Linked DNA regions of Arachis hypogaea: region 1 is linked to region 2. A link is a contact called in public Hi-C data. All regions are on one chromosome and are shown on one strand. Each heading gives the region's core, a stretch centred on a gene start, on an enhancer-like site or on the middle of the called end of the contact. The rest is flanking DNA. Distances are from core to core; before and after follow the strand shown.

The links. Hi-C and Micro-C count contacts between places; a contact is called where the count stands out from the background.
Region 1: a Hi-C map of leaf shows a contact between it and region 2, with 4 times the contacts expected there. The contact joins the promoter of LOC140174999 here to the enhancer-like site in region 2. A contact is called at or near these places in 3 of 8 Hi-C or Micro-C datasets (leaf and an unstated tissue).

The regions. Positions count from the first base shown.
Region 1 is chr9:106,321,350-106,328,241 of arahy.Tifrunner.gnm2.J5K5, reverse strand. It overlaps LOC140174999, which reads right to left and starts at 3,464. Exons shown (of 3, transcript XM_072201901.1): 1 at 3,427-3,464; 2 at 2,734-3,110; 3 at 2,176-2,641. The coding sequence starts at 3,110. The coding sequence ends at 2,572. It overlaps LOC112711513 (putative F-box protein At1g32420), which reads left to right. Exons shown (of 2, transcript XM_025764187.2): 2 at 1-531. The coding sequence ends at 348.
Region 2 is chr9:106,251,827-106,258,895 of arahy.Tifrunner.gnm2.J5K5, reverse strand. LOC112711508 reads right to left here. Exons shown (of 16, transcript XM_025764182.3): 13 at 6,929-7,021; 14 at 6,632-6,814; 15 at 6,187-6,371; 16 at 5,348-5,967. The coding sequence ends at 5,622. Among protein-coding and RNA genes, the nearest start is that of LOC112711508, 8.6 kb to the right of the region's middle. Within about 2 kb of position 4,910, at least 2 of the 3 cell types and tissues checked have open chromatin away from gene starts, as enhancers often do.

The DNA of each region.
Region 1 (6,892 bases), core at 2,215-4,714, 71 kb before region 2:
CCCTCCTGCTGTGAAATTTGGGTGATGAAGGAGTATGGTGTTGTGGAGTCTTGGAACAAGGTCTTTAGTTTCACGTTGAGGGGGTTTAGTTTGGAGGTGCCGGCATGGGGGATATCGGTGGCTAATGTGACTAGTCCACCAGTGGCATTGTGCATCAGGAAGAGTGGAGAGGTGTTGCTGCTTATGGATGAGACAGGAAAGGGAAACCTGTACTCGCTGGATATCGAGAGGAAAAGATTTACAGAGCTCGGAATTGGAGGGGAGGGATACACATGGTATCTATATTCTGGTTATTATGCAGAAAGCTTGGTTTTGCTGAACAATGTAAGTGGTTTGGTGTCTTACTGAAGTGGTAATTATTCCTTTATACTTCTGCAACACATGCAGTAGGATACTAAATTTCGTATATTTATTATCTGTTGTACATTTTGTCAGAATGATAGTTGTTAGTTGTATAGGTAATGTAAACAAGGTGGTGTATCTGTCTATTTGTTGCATGTAATAATATTGTTCACTAGTAGAAAGCTCCAAGTAGTTATCTCCTATTAGAGTAGATATGTTATGCTTGCTTTAAATTTGGGTAAAAAAGAATTGGAGCTTGTATGGTGCTAAAACTTTATCCACTATTTTGGGATGTAACCTCAACTTGATTCATATTGCTGTGGAATGTTGGCTTCCTTAGAAAATGGGGGACAGAAGCAAAAGAAAACTTTTAAGTTTTAACCTCACAAGTCACAGGCGTGCTGCAGACCACAGCAAGAGAGTTGCACTTTCGGCTTCAAATTTCAGTATCCGAGTAAAAAACCATACTCAATGGAGGGAACAAGGATTTTTGTTTTGGTGGGAGTAGTCTTTTTCTACTCTTGGGAAATTACTGAATTGGTCATGGGTTTAATGGCCCAATTGAATAGAGACCGAATCCAAGTCCAAGAACAGAAGATGTATTTATTTGGGTAAACTTTATTTTTTTTTTCCCCTTTCTATGGTGAAGTATTTGAAAAATAAAAAATATTTAAAATTTAATTTGATTTAATTTTGCCTTTTAATTTACAAATTCTTTTTATTATTAATTGTGGCATTAAAAACTTAGTTAATTTTTTTCTTTTTGTTTTACGATTTTATATTTTTATCTATTATTTGGTCATCATCAACACCATCCCACCATTGTCTCTATTGTCAATTGAGTTAAACACCAAAGTGGTCCCTGAGATTCATAAAATGCACCGATTTAGTCCCTGAGTTCCCAATTGCACAAATTTAGTCCTCCAGATTGAAAAAAATGCATCAAGTTGGTCCCCCGCATATTTTCCGGCCAGATTCCTTACCGCCGGGAGTGACGTGGCGAATGAGTGCCACGCTGGAGTGTCCAACGGTTGGATGATGTGGCAAATGAAACTTGATGCACCAATGTTGTCCCTGATTCCTTTTTTAAACCCTAACTCTGAATTGGCACAGCACATCTTTGTCTTCTTCTCTTCTTCGTCTTCTTCTTCTTCCTCTTCTTATTCTTCTTCTTCTTCTTCTTTTTCCTTGTTCATTCTCGTACCCATTGCTTTGCTGGTTGGAGGATGGTTGGACGTGCAGATGAAGGAGAGGGAAGTTCTTTGCGATCATGCACAAGGAGGCCAAGTCAGAGTAGAGGCACGCGAGTACCAGAGCGGTGTGGGTGTGGGAAACGTCCTGTGCTCCGATGGTCTGGAACGGAAACCCACCTAAATAAGCCCTTCTTTGGATGCCCGAATTACAATACGAGTGTTTCATGAAGATTTGTTGCTGACTAATTTGATGGTAACAGTTAAATTTCATGTTCACAGAGTAGTGGAAGAAAATGGTGTGGCTTCTTTCGATGGGCAGACATTGGAGAAGATGATAAAGGAAATTTGGAAGACACTGCTGCATACAACAATAAAGAAGTGAGCGTTAGTCTTGCTTTGAGGATTGGCAATTTGGAGGCTGAGTTAAGGACCCAGAAATATATGATACAAATGTTAGGATTGTTGTTTTTTTCTATGTTGTTGTTTTAGGTGTGATGTTAAAAATGGAAGAACTTGTTTCACTTGTGATGAGAAAAGTGTAAGAACTGTGTTTGGAAGCATCTGTTAATGAATGTATGGGAAATGTTTAATTTATTGGTGTGTTATTTGTAGATAGATTTTACAAAAATAGAAACCAAACTGAATGAACATAAAATGTAAATTGATAATAGTAGTTTTGTAGATTATAAACAAGACATTGTCAATGTAACATAGTTGCAGTTGTCCACATAAGGATAAACAGACTGAAACAAGCTACCTTCAAGCATAAACTCTGTTAAATTATCTACTACCAGAAAATCAAAATAAACCATACAGTCTACATAAGAGCCATTCCCTAAGAGAGGTAACAAAAAATCCAAAATATCAACCAATGCCCAAATCCCATATATGTTGTTAAAGCAGCTGCTACAACATCCTAATCAAGGGTTCTTCTTTCTTGGTGCCTTGAACTGAGGTGTTGGAACCATCTTCATGAACCTTTCCAATCTTGAAGCTGTGGCTGCAGTTGCTCCTTGCATGGGATCAACAGAAGAAGTTACTGGTTGTGGTGTGGTCTTCCGTTTAGTAGTTGGTAACTTAGGTGGCTTTGTTGCTGGTGGTGGTGCCTGCTTGAAGTGTAATAAGTTAAATGAGTTACTGTAAAAAGGGGAGTTAAATATAGGATTATGAACAACAAATCATTTGGGACATTTTATACCTCATCTTGTGTTCCACCATAGCTTGGTTGGGATAATTCAACCTCTTCAGCTTGCGGTCCAGACACTGGGGGTGGAATGTCAGCTGCCGATGTTGCCGGATTGGTACTGTTGGTTGCTTCAGGTGCAGGTGTACTCCCAGTGTACTCCCGATGTTGCAGGTGTACTCCAAGCTCCTCTCCGGAACCAGCCACCAACACTCAATTACCTTGTCATATCCCAACTCCTTGAAATAGTTCCTGATGAAGAAGACATCAAGTCTATTCTCATCTAAATCACCTAAGCAAGCTTTATTGTCAGGTGAGTAAACCAACTTTCCATCAGCATTCTTCTTAAACGTTCTACCATGATAGAACATTATATCCAGCAACTTCTCCATCTGTATTGGAAAAAAAAATATACAACATTTTTACTAAAATATAGAATCCACAATCAACAACAGATCATATGCCAAAATCCCTAACTAACAACTACTTCAGTCACCATGCCATTATAGAAATTTCATATTTTCGGTTTGAAAACAGAGCATTCCGATTACCCCTACCCGCACCACCCAATGCGAAAACCCTATCCACTAACATAGCATCCATGGTTTCCCATCAATCTACACCAAATTCCCGAGTAAAATCCATAATGTACGATACCTTACCATTACGTAGAACAGAAAAATACTATGTAATATTCTGCATGCCTACCTGTGTCACAGGAGATTTCAGGCAGAATCTTTGCTCCTTCCTTCACCGATCTTCAGCCAACGATGAAGAGGTTCCACTGAACTCCAGATTGTTTCACTTCGAAAAGTCATGACAGGAGTCTAGAATGCCAGGGTTTGATGGTTTCAGTTCGCAGGAGATGAAGAAGACGAAGTGATCTTTGAATATTGGGGGAGGGGGTTTGAAAGTTTTGTAGATGCTGAGTTGAAACGGTGTCGTCTATTAGTGGATTTAGCGCCAAAACCCAATACGACGTCGTTTTCGTTCATCCAGCGTGGCACTCATTCGCCACGTCACTCCCGGCGGTAAGGAATCTGGCCGGAAAATATGCGGGAGACTAACTTGATGCATTTTTTTCAATCTGGAGGACTAAATTTATGCAATTAGAAACTCAGGAACTGAATCGGTGCATTTTATGAATCTCAGGGACCACTTTAGTGTTTAACTCATTGTCAATTACCATCACCCATGTTCCACTACCACTAGTTCACCATGTTGATGATGATGGCTGAGGGGTAGAGTAGGGGAAGGATTGTGGGGACGACGGTGATGATAATGGGAAGGATAGAAAGTATTGATAAGAGGTAAAACAATAATAAAAAAGATTATTAATCTTTGATTAACAAAAAAATTAACTATACAAAAAAATTGATATTTATTTTCAATTTTAGAAATAAAATTAAACAAGATTAAATGTTGAAAATAATTCTGTTTGTAAAAAGACCCAAAGTATTTGAGGCCCAAACGTACGCTACAGGTAAAAAAAGGCCAACTTGCGCCATTTCAGCCGACCTGGCCTAACAAGCTTAACAACTTAATGGTTCGATCAGGGTCCAATCTTGATTCAGTAGAGAAATCTCTAATTTGTGACTCAAGTGATGTAATTGTGTTGGTTCTCTTCTTTGGGTTTCTAAGCCCATTCTCTCTGTCAAAAAAATAAACGACAATCTTCAAGTATTTTAATTCAGTTTTTTATCCACACTTCACTAAAACACCTACTGACTTTAGTATCAGAGTTCCCTTCAGGTATTCCAACTGCAGTCCAAAGGTTTACGAAAGAGTAATTCCCTGATTAGTGAAGCACCACTCTTTGACTCATTTTCTTAGCTTAATGAAGCTGTGGACATGGGAAGCGAAGTATGCCATTTTTTGCGGTGACAATGATTCATGAGTCAGTCACATTCACGTTAGAAACTACTATATATACTACATACTACATACTATTGATCAAACCCTCTTATCATATTTGGTTTTGTAAATCTTTTAACTTAATCATTTGTGGCATCCTCAATTCCCTCATCATTAGATTCCTATGTCCTTGTGATGAATGATGAGGCATATATTGGAGATGGGCTTCTCACATATTAATCAAAGATGGACCCATCTTTTTAGGTTGATTCTGAGCCCGTCTCCCACGGCCCCTCTCACTCGCACCCTCCCCTCCTTTCTTTGTATGCACTCATTCACTTCATCATTCTTCACACCCACTCTTTAGGGGTTTAAACAAGAAACAAAGCAAATCAACTCACCTTCAACAAGTAGTCAACTCACTCATCCGTTTAAGTAAGTTTTGGAAGTTTGAATTCCACCTGCAACAACCCATTGTAAATTTGGTTATCTTTATAAAGTATAAATACTTCGTTGAATTACGGTGTCCGCGTGTCGAACACATTTCGAACACAATATTCATTGACACTCGTCCGACACGCATGTCTACTGTGTTCAACAGTATCTTAATAAAAATTAAAAATTATTCTCTGGACAAGTTTGAAAACTAAATATCATTACATGTCAGTGTATCCAACTTTATTCTTAAAATGTATTCTTAAAATAAATTTAAAAATAGTATATAATATTATTTGTTAAAATAAAAAATATTTTAAATACTTTATATAATTAAAATGAAATATTAAAATAATTAAAAAATTACTTTATGTTTTAATATTAATAAAATTAAAATATCATTACAATTTATTTAAAAAATTATTTTATATTTTATTTATATGCATATTTCTGCATGTTATTAAATTTTAAAATTTATGTATCGATATATTTTATGTCGTGTTTTGTGTTTATGTCAAAATCCGTGTATTATTGTATTTGGAAAAACAAATTTCTAACTATGTTTAACTCTATCAGTCACAATTTTATAAATATAAGTATAGAAGGTTAATGCACAAAATGATCTATGAAAGATCACGCAAAAGTTAATTTGATCTTTCGAAAAGATGACTCAATTTGATTTCTAAGGAATATTAATGTGAGTTAAATTAGTCATTTCAATTAATTTTTTCTTAAAATACGGTAGACATGTGAAATAAAATTTAAAGTAAATGTTATGGTGCCTATCATATTGTACTTAAGTTATTAAAAAAGATAAATAAATAATATTTAATAAATTTTGTATGATTTACTTTCTACTTTAAATATTTTATTTTTTATTTTAAAAAGTAAGTTAGGTAATTTAGACATTATAACAAAAATACTATAAAACTCACCAAAATTTAATATATTTTATAATTTTAACATGCCACCTGTCATGGCAGATAAAATTAAAACATATTTTAAAAATCAATATGATTTACCGAGTATCTTTTGACGAAAACGAAATGAATTCTCTTCATTTTTTTAACAATCGAAAAAATAAAGTATAATTTTTAATATTTTAATATATTTTTATATTTTTTTAGTCCTATTTATAAAATTAATAATAAAAAATTACACTCTTTTAATTATTAAAAAAAAATTCAGAAAATTTATTCTCCTTTTGATGATCCAATTAAAACATCAAATCATTTTATTACTAAATTGACTTAGGCATAATTTTTTAAGGACTCCTAAATGTATAATAATTAGATGATATATTACTTAGTATGTCAAATTAAGTAAAATAAGAGGGTATTTGATATGAAATTATGGAGCAATATACGTTAAAATTATTGATAAAATTTTAGATTAAATTATTTCGCCTGCAACATTGTTTAGCTTGACTAAAGTATTATATTGTACTCATAATTTATATTTCTAAACTAAATGGGGTTATTAACTTACAAATGTTAATCTTCCATTTGTGTGTTTAGTCCCAATTAAATAATTAAGATCACCATTCAAAATCAATGATATAAAACATGTTAGCAGACTATTAGTTTTTCTATATATTGTTTCCTTATTTATCCAAAAACAAACATGATCACATTATTTCTGAACCAGTACGGCATGTTGATTTAGGAATTAGACAAATGCGTGTTGAATGGTGCGATATACTCGGCCAAGAAACATTTTCTTTCAAATAATCAATTTTTGTTTGTTTGTGTTTATTTATTGGGCTCAAATAATCAATTTAATCACGAGAGAAAAAACACCTATTGCAATAATAAGAGGCCATTATTTTTTATCTAGTTTGATAGATAAAGTATTAATTCATCGCGGATCTAAATTTTATTTAAAA
Region 2 (7,069 bases), core at 3,661-6,160:
TAAAAAATATAGAAAAAATATAAAAGGTTAAATTATTAATGTATTTATACATTTATTGACTGACCAAAAAAAATACATTTATTGAAGTAAAAAAAAAATATTTTTAAGGTTTTATAGAATTTGGGAAAAATTCTTCTTGAAGTGTGCTAATGAACTATTCAGTGTCACTCAATACTCCTTTTTACCAAGCTAATTAAAGCAATCCCAATGCAGTAGATGCATAAAAATTAGTAAAAGGTCTCTAATCAAATTTATTATTTTGAATGATTCAGATGCATAATATTTTAAAAAATTATTAAAACCCTAAAAATTTACAATTTTCAAGGTGCTTATTATAGAGATGATTAAACTTATTTCATTAAATGTAACTTTAACAAATACCCCAAGGACAGTATTTAAATAATATAAAAAGTATTTAGTATTTACCACATTTATTTATTAAATCCATTAATTTTTTTTTTTACAGAAAAGTACCCATAGCATTGCATTTTTCTCCATGAAGAAATGTATATAAAAAGTAAATTAAGTGAAAAAGTTGTTAATACATGTCAATTGACTTTTTTTTTGTGACAGAATTAATTAGGGTCATGTGAACTTTGGTGCATAGACAATTTTTTTAATCAATCCCCATGGCTTCATTTTTACGTTTCTTTGTCTTTACTCTTTAAGGTTCCTAAAAGGTAGGCGTGACCATAAACTAATGAGAAAAAAAAAAAAGTTTAGTGATAGTTGATGGTGAACATGATTGAGTATAAATCCGGAAGCTAAGTTATAAGAATGAAGAAGCAAGTAGTAAAAAAGAAAAAGTAGGGAACTTGATCTATAAGCCAATAATCTTTATAAATAGTAGAAGAGGGACACATTTAGCTTTATGATAACTTGGATATGGAATAAAGGGAAATAATAATTAATATATAGGCAATGTAACAGCATCATCAATTCATCAAATTGAGGAATATGCAAGCAATGTAAGGAACATAGTGATGCTGATTGCTCAGCTAATTAATCATTACATAAAATAGTTTTATTTAATTTCTTTTTTTTTTTAAATATATTTCAAGCCTTTATGATCATAAATTCAATAATTCGGGATGCAGAGGTTTTAACAAGGACAATAAATTTCTTAATAATAAATAATTAGCGAGTAGTGATTGAAATATTAGGTCTTAAGTCTTATTCTCGTTTAAGACTTATATATATTGAGAGTCCAATTGAGTAATAATAAAGAGTTTCATTTTTTTAACCAGGTATTAAAAGGTTTAATTTTCTCTTGAAATATGAAAAATTTTGAGACTTTATTAGATTGTTCTATTTCTATCAAATGTCTAGAAATGAAAAATTAATCATCATAATTAACTGAAGATTATGTGATCTGGCGATAAGGGAAAAAAAATATATTGAGAGCTCACAAAAATAGTTTACAATAATATTAAAGAGACAATAATTCAAAATAAATTTATTTAGTTTAATATTCATAATTTTGATGCATATAGTATCTGTAATTCATAAATATTACATATAATATTATAAAATAAAAAATTAGACTATTTTAGATTAATTTTTATTATCTTTTAAATAATTTTAAAATTTTAAATTTGTAAACTAATAATTGTATCTATTAAAGTGTTTACAAGTTAATGAATGATTAATCATTGTTTGACACGAAATACTTCAATAATGAATAAAAATATTTTTCAAGTTATCTATCATCACTTTAATTAGTTTCACATTAAATAAATTAAAGTTGATGTTATATACATGATAATAGTAAGATTCAATGATAAAAAGGAATAAATGTCTAAATGTGAAATACAGGTCATACATTAAAAATAAAAATAAAATAAAATAAAAGTGGACACATGAACCACTATATGAAATTTAGAGATTTAGACCTACATAGATAATTATTGTAATTAGCTAAATAGAAAAGAAGGATTAAAGCACAATTTTCAATGAAGATTATAACCTTTTAAGGCTTTTACAACTAAGTTAGTGAAAGAAAAGAAGAAAAAAGGTTTGTGTGCGGTTGGCAGCAGGAGCATAGGATGCGTCACTGTCAAGAAAAATGATTCCCAGAGAATGCAAATAGATCCATCCACCGCCATGTGGGGCCCACTTGCAAGTTCTTTGTTTTGTAGGAAAAAAGCACACTACCATACACCTTATTATATCTCTTCCCAATCTACATCCTCTTTTGGATACAACTACTTATTAAAGGTAATATATCTATGAAGAAAAAGGAGTTTAAGGTTTTTGTGATTACTGATTTTTACAAATTAAATCTCCTAAAGTAATTTTACATGTGCCCATTTTTAATTAAACTTTAGAAATTAGGAATGATTTGATAAACTTTAGATAGTAAAAGTGTTGCTAGTCTTTTTTTATTTTTTTACAATAAAGTAATTGCCAAAAATATTTGCAAACAACAAAAAATTATGTGCACAAAAACATAATCATTATTATATATTTGTATATAAATGTATATATTATTTAATACGTATTTTATAAGAATGTCTTATTTGATGACTATTTTTTTTGTTTTTGTAATGTAACATAGTTCTTGTAAACAATTAGAGTAAATACTTAAATTGGTTTTCAGAAAAATTAGATCGAACCTTTTATTTTTTTAGAAATCTATGAGATTTATTTTCGTTGGAGTCCTCCATCGCTTTTAATTAAATTTTTAATATTCGTGTCAAATAAAATTTTTTTAATAAATTTTATTATAAAATAATTAGATCCCAAAAATATTAATATAAGATAAATTAGTCTCCTTCAAAATGACAGAAAAACAGACGTGTCTAAAGAGAATAGTTTTTGAAGACTTTTGAATAATAAAATTTTGTTAGAAATTAAAGTGTCTGATAAAACTTTTTTAAAGATCAAATTAAATATTTATTTATAAAATAATTTTTTTCAAATAATTATTGACTATAATAAAAAATATTAAATGTTTTTTTATGAAAATTAGGAGACTGCCAAAAATATGTTTATTTAAACATTTTTATACAATTATTAATTGTTAAAAATACTATTACTTTTTTTATAGTTAATTAATATAATTATTTTTAATGACCATTAAGGTATACCGTATTATATCTATCAAATGAAACTTTATACCCATCACAATATAAATTACATACTCTCCCAACTAGAAAAGGAAAGGGAAGATGTTCTTTAAAAGCTATTAATAGATACAAAGTAAGATGCAAATATATATATAATAAATCATATTTTAGTTAATATATATCAATTGATGCACAACACGACCTATCACGTGCTCTATATAAAAATGCAAAATGTTCTTTTTCTAGACAAACAAATCTAAACAGTTCTAATTATTTTCATTTTTTAATATATTCAGTAAAAACTTTTCTAGTAAATAAATTAAATATCTTGAGATTAGTTTATTTTTATTATATGTTAACATAAAATGAATGATACTTATTACATACTTAATGAAATAATTACCATTTTTAAATTCACCAGAATCAGATTCGCAAATGATAAGCAACCGATTTGCTTGTCTAGCTAGAACAATATGAAATACTAATATAATATAAAAATCCATAAGAAGAAAAAACAATAACACATTGATATGATCAATAACAGTAATTAATTACAAACACAACACAAGTGGTAGGCATTACTCATTGCCAACTAATTACTAATTATGTAACTAAATAATTATATATTAAAAATATTATCTAATCCAATCCTACAAGAAAACGTGATAGCATGCAAATATTAATTAAAAGATGCTACTCCAAAGCATACTACTAATATACTTAGAAGCATTAGGGTCTGAATGGTATTAATTGTTACCTTTGTTGGAAATTCCTTTAATGCCGGAAGAGAAGAATGGTACAGTATTATTAGTATAGAATCCTACAAGCAAGACTATAGGGGAAGAAAATATAATTAAAATAAAAAAGGAAGGAGAAAGAGAGAAAGCATAGGGAAGAAGAAAAGAACATATGGCATACATAGTATTCTCCTGTATGTATTGATTAATGAGGGAGCATAGAAAAAGAAAAGTGTTATTGGGAAAGTGAAATGGAAGGTGTTGTCTCAAAATTTGACATGCTTGTAAGTTAGTAAGGATTCCTTTTGTTTCAGCATAGCCAGGCAAATTCATTCCTCTGCTTCTTAACTAAAAAATATTGAATCCTCTCTATCGATGCTATTATTAAGTATATTTTCCATCATTTTACATTTTTTTAATATGTATAAAGAGAAGATGTTACCGAGTAAAATGTCACATTTAACAACATCAATTGAAAAAATATATATATTCTAGTTAAAGAACTAATAATACATAATCATGTGGTAAAAAAAAAATTAGTACTACTTCATTAGAAATGGGAATGGATTATATTCTTTTTCTAATTATTTCTTTCAAAGAGCTTAGAAACCTAATTACATATTTTTTTTTTAAACTAAAACTTTCGTAGAAAGGTTTAAATTACATAAATTTAATTAATTTTTTTTTTTTGTACAATATAAAAACTTGACTTGGGAATAACATTAAACACATAAAAAGAAACTCAAAATCATTTCAATATACACACATGAACAATGCTAAGAAAGTGTTTGGCCCAAAATCCGCTTGATACCTAGTCTTTTCATATTATTATTTGTTTACTTCACAAATAGATTAAGGAATTTTCATTAGATTTAATTAAGCCCAATTTTCTCTCTACTTTATTTTACTTCCTTTTGCTACTGCTAACCACCAAAACTACAACCACTACTTGTTGCCGATATATGACCACCGACGATACCTGGCAACCACCATCCCCACCAACAACCACTGCTAGTTGTCGACGACTACCGATGACCTACCTACCCTTACAACCACCAACAACTACTTAGCATTGGCAACCACTGCCTTTCCAGCAACTACCACCACTAGCAACCACCTCTTGCCCCACGGTCACTAGCTACCCGTTCAACAACGATCAACCATTGCCGATGACTACCACCATGCACCCATGCCGCCAACAACCAAAACGCAATGCCTGGAAACACCACCTTTCGATGCTGATACCTATTTCTTTTTGTAATTTTGAATTAATTTTCATGTGTGAAACTAAACTGTTGACGAAGAAATTAATTCGTTTCTTACATAACCGTTTCTGTTTTATTGTATATATGTAGATTTTGAAAGTTGCCAAACATCTCCTTAAAAGACTGCAATGAACTCATTGAGATTTTATGTCCAATATCATGGTAGATCTAATAACAAAATAGGATAACACTTTCACCATATATGTTATATGCATAAATAAGTTCTTAATCCATATATAAATTTTTCTTTCAATTTTAGTCCAGTAAAACTTTAAAATGGCCATTCTAATTACTGTCGTTAATTCCATTAAGCACGTAATAAATGAAATATAATACAACAAAAATGCCCTAAAGCCATGCCAATTAGTGCCTTAAGCCCTTTATATGTGCCATAGAAATGGCGAGTGGACTATAAAAGTTAAGCAACATTAGAACTTAAGACTAATTCCATCCCTCCACCCAGCCTAAACATTTTTAATGAAAAAGAAAAATGAAGCAAAATCATATTTAAAGAATCAAATGATATTATACTTTAAGAGAGTGAAAGGGCATTATCTCCGTCCTCTTCTGCCATTGCCACGGTTCCCTCTATTCCCTCTACCGCGAAAGCCTCCTCCTCTTGGCGGCTTAAGTCCCAAAGACTGAACTCCTCTCCTTTTCTGGTGTGGCTTTTCTTGATCCTCGTCGTCTTCTCTGTACTTGGCTTTGCTTCTCGCTGTGAAAGTTATTTCCCGCGATCCTCCTGGACCCTGCTTAACACCATTCGGTACACTACGAGAATATTGTTGATCTTTGAGAGCTGCCACTCTATCCCCCATAGGAAGTGATTCCTCACCAGCAAGTGACTTCTGACTCCAGAACGCCTCTGCGTGCTGCTCATTCTTAACTTCATACATTCTGTGCATATAAGGAAAATTATCTCAGTAATTAAGAATCAACAAAGAATAAAAAAAAAAACATAAAGGAATTGGCATGTTCCATAAACAGGCAGCCAATAGGGTAAAGAACTTGATTTCATAGATGATGAAAACTAGACTCTTTTATTATAATAACTGGATAGAAAGCACCAAATCCTGATTGATAAGAGCCTCTGCAAATTGGTAATAGATTCTTTACCTTGGTACCCGAGGTTTCGAAAGTTCATCTTCTGATGATGCTGATACATCAGTCTCACTTTCACTTTGATCATCATCCGACTCAGCAGGTTCAAAATGCTCTTCTAGCAAGGAAGGTTGCTTCTTAGAACCACCTACGGGATGTAAAGCCAGATATTCATCTGAGGTCTCCTTAATCTCGTATTCCTGAAATAAAAGTAGCATGAGTAACTGTCTGAAAGAGGAAATATCATGTTCAAAGTGGAGAATTAATAAAACAAACTCTATGCATAAGCCAAATGTCCCATTAGTGCTCTCACGTACATTAATGAAATTTAACTTACAGGCATCTAAATTTACAGTGCATCCAAAAATAAATATTTATCGTTACAAGGTATGAGCTTTAATTTATCTCAGCCTATTTGTTAAAGGACTAATAACAACTGGTATATTTCTGATTGTAGTACCTTGTTTGTAAATATCGCTTTAAATCGCTCGTCTTGAAGATCTTCCATGATAATCCCTTTCTTTTTCTTGGATGACTTTTTATTTTCATCATCACCAGCATCTCTGTTCTCATTTTCAGCTTCTTCACTTTTGAGGAGGCGTGCTGCAAGTTTCCGATTAATTTTGGGTAATTTTTTCCTTATCTGCAAGGTTAACAATTTAGGCAAGACCATGGATTAGTATTCCAGTCTATATCATTTAATCAATCTTAGCTACTTAAATATGAAAAGAAATCAATTATGAGTGAAGGAATCAACCGTAATTCGAGAGGCACGTTCAGCCTCCATCTTCTCTCTCTTCTGTTGTTCAATGTAAGCTTCATATTCAAAAGGATCCGCTAGTGCTTTAGCCTACAAAAATGTTAATAAATCATATGAAAGCACGGAAACAGAATCCAG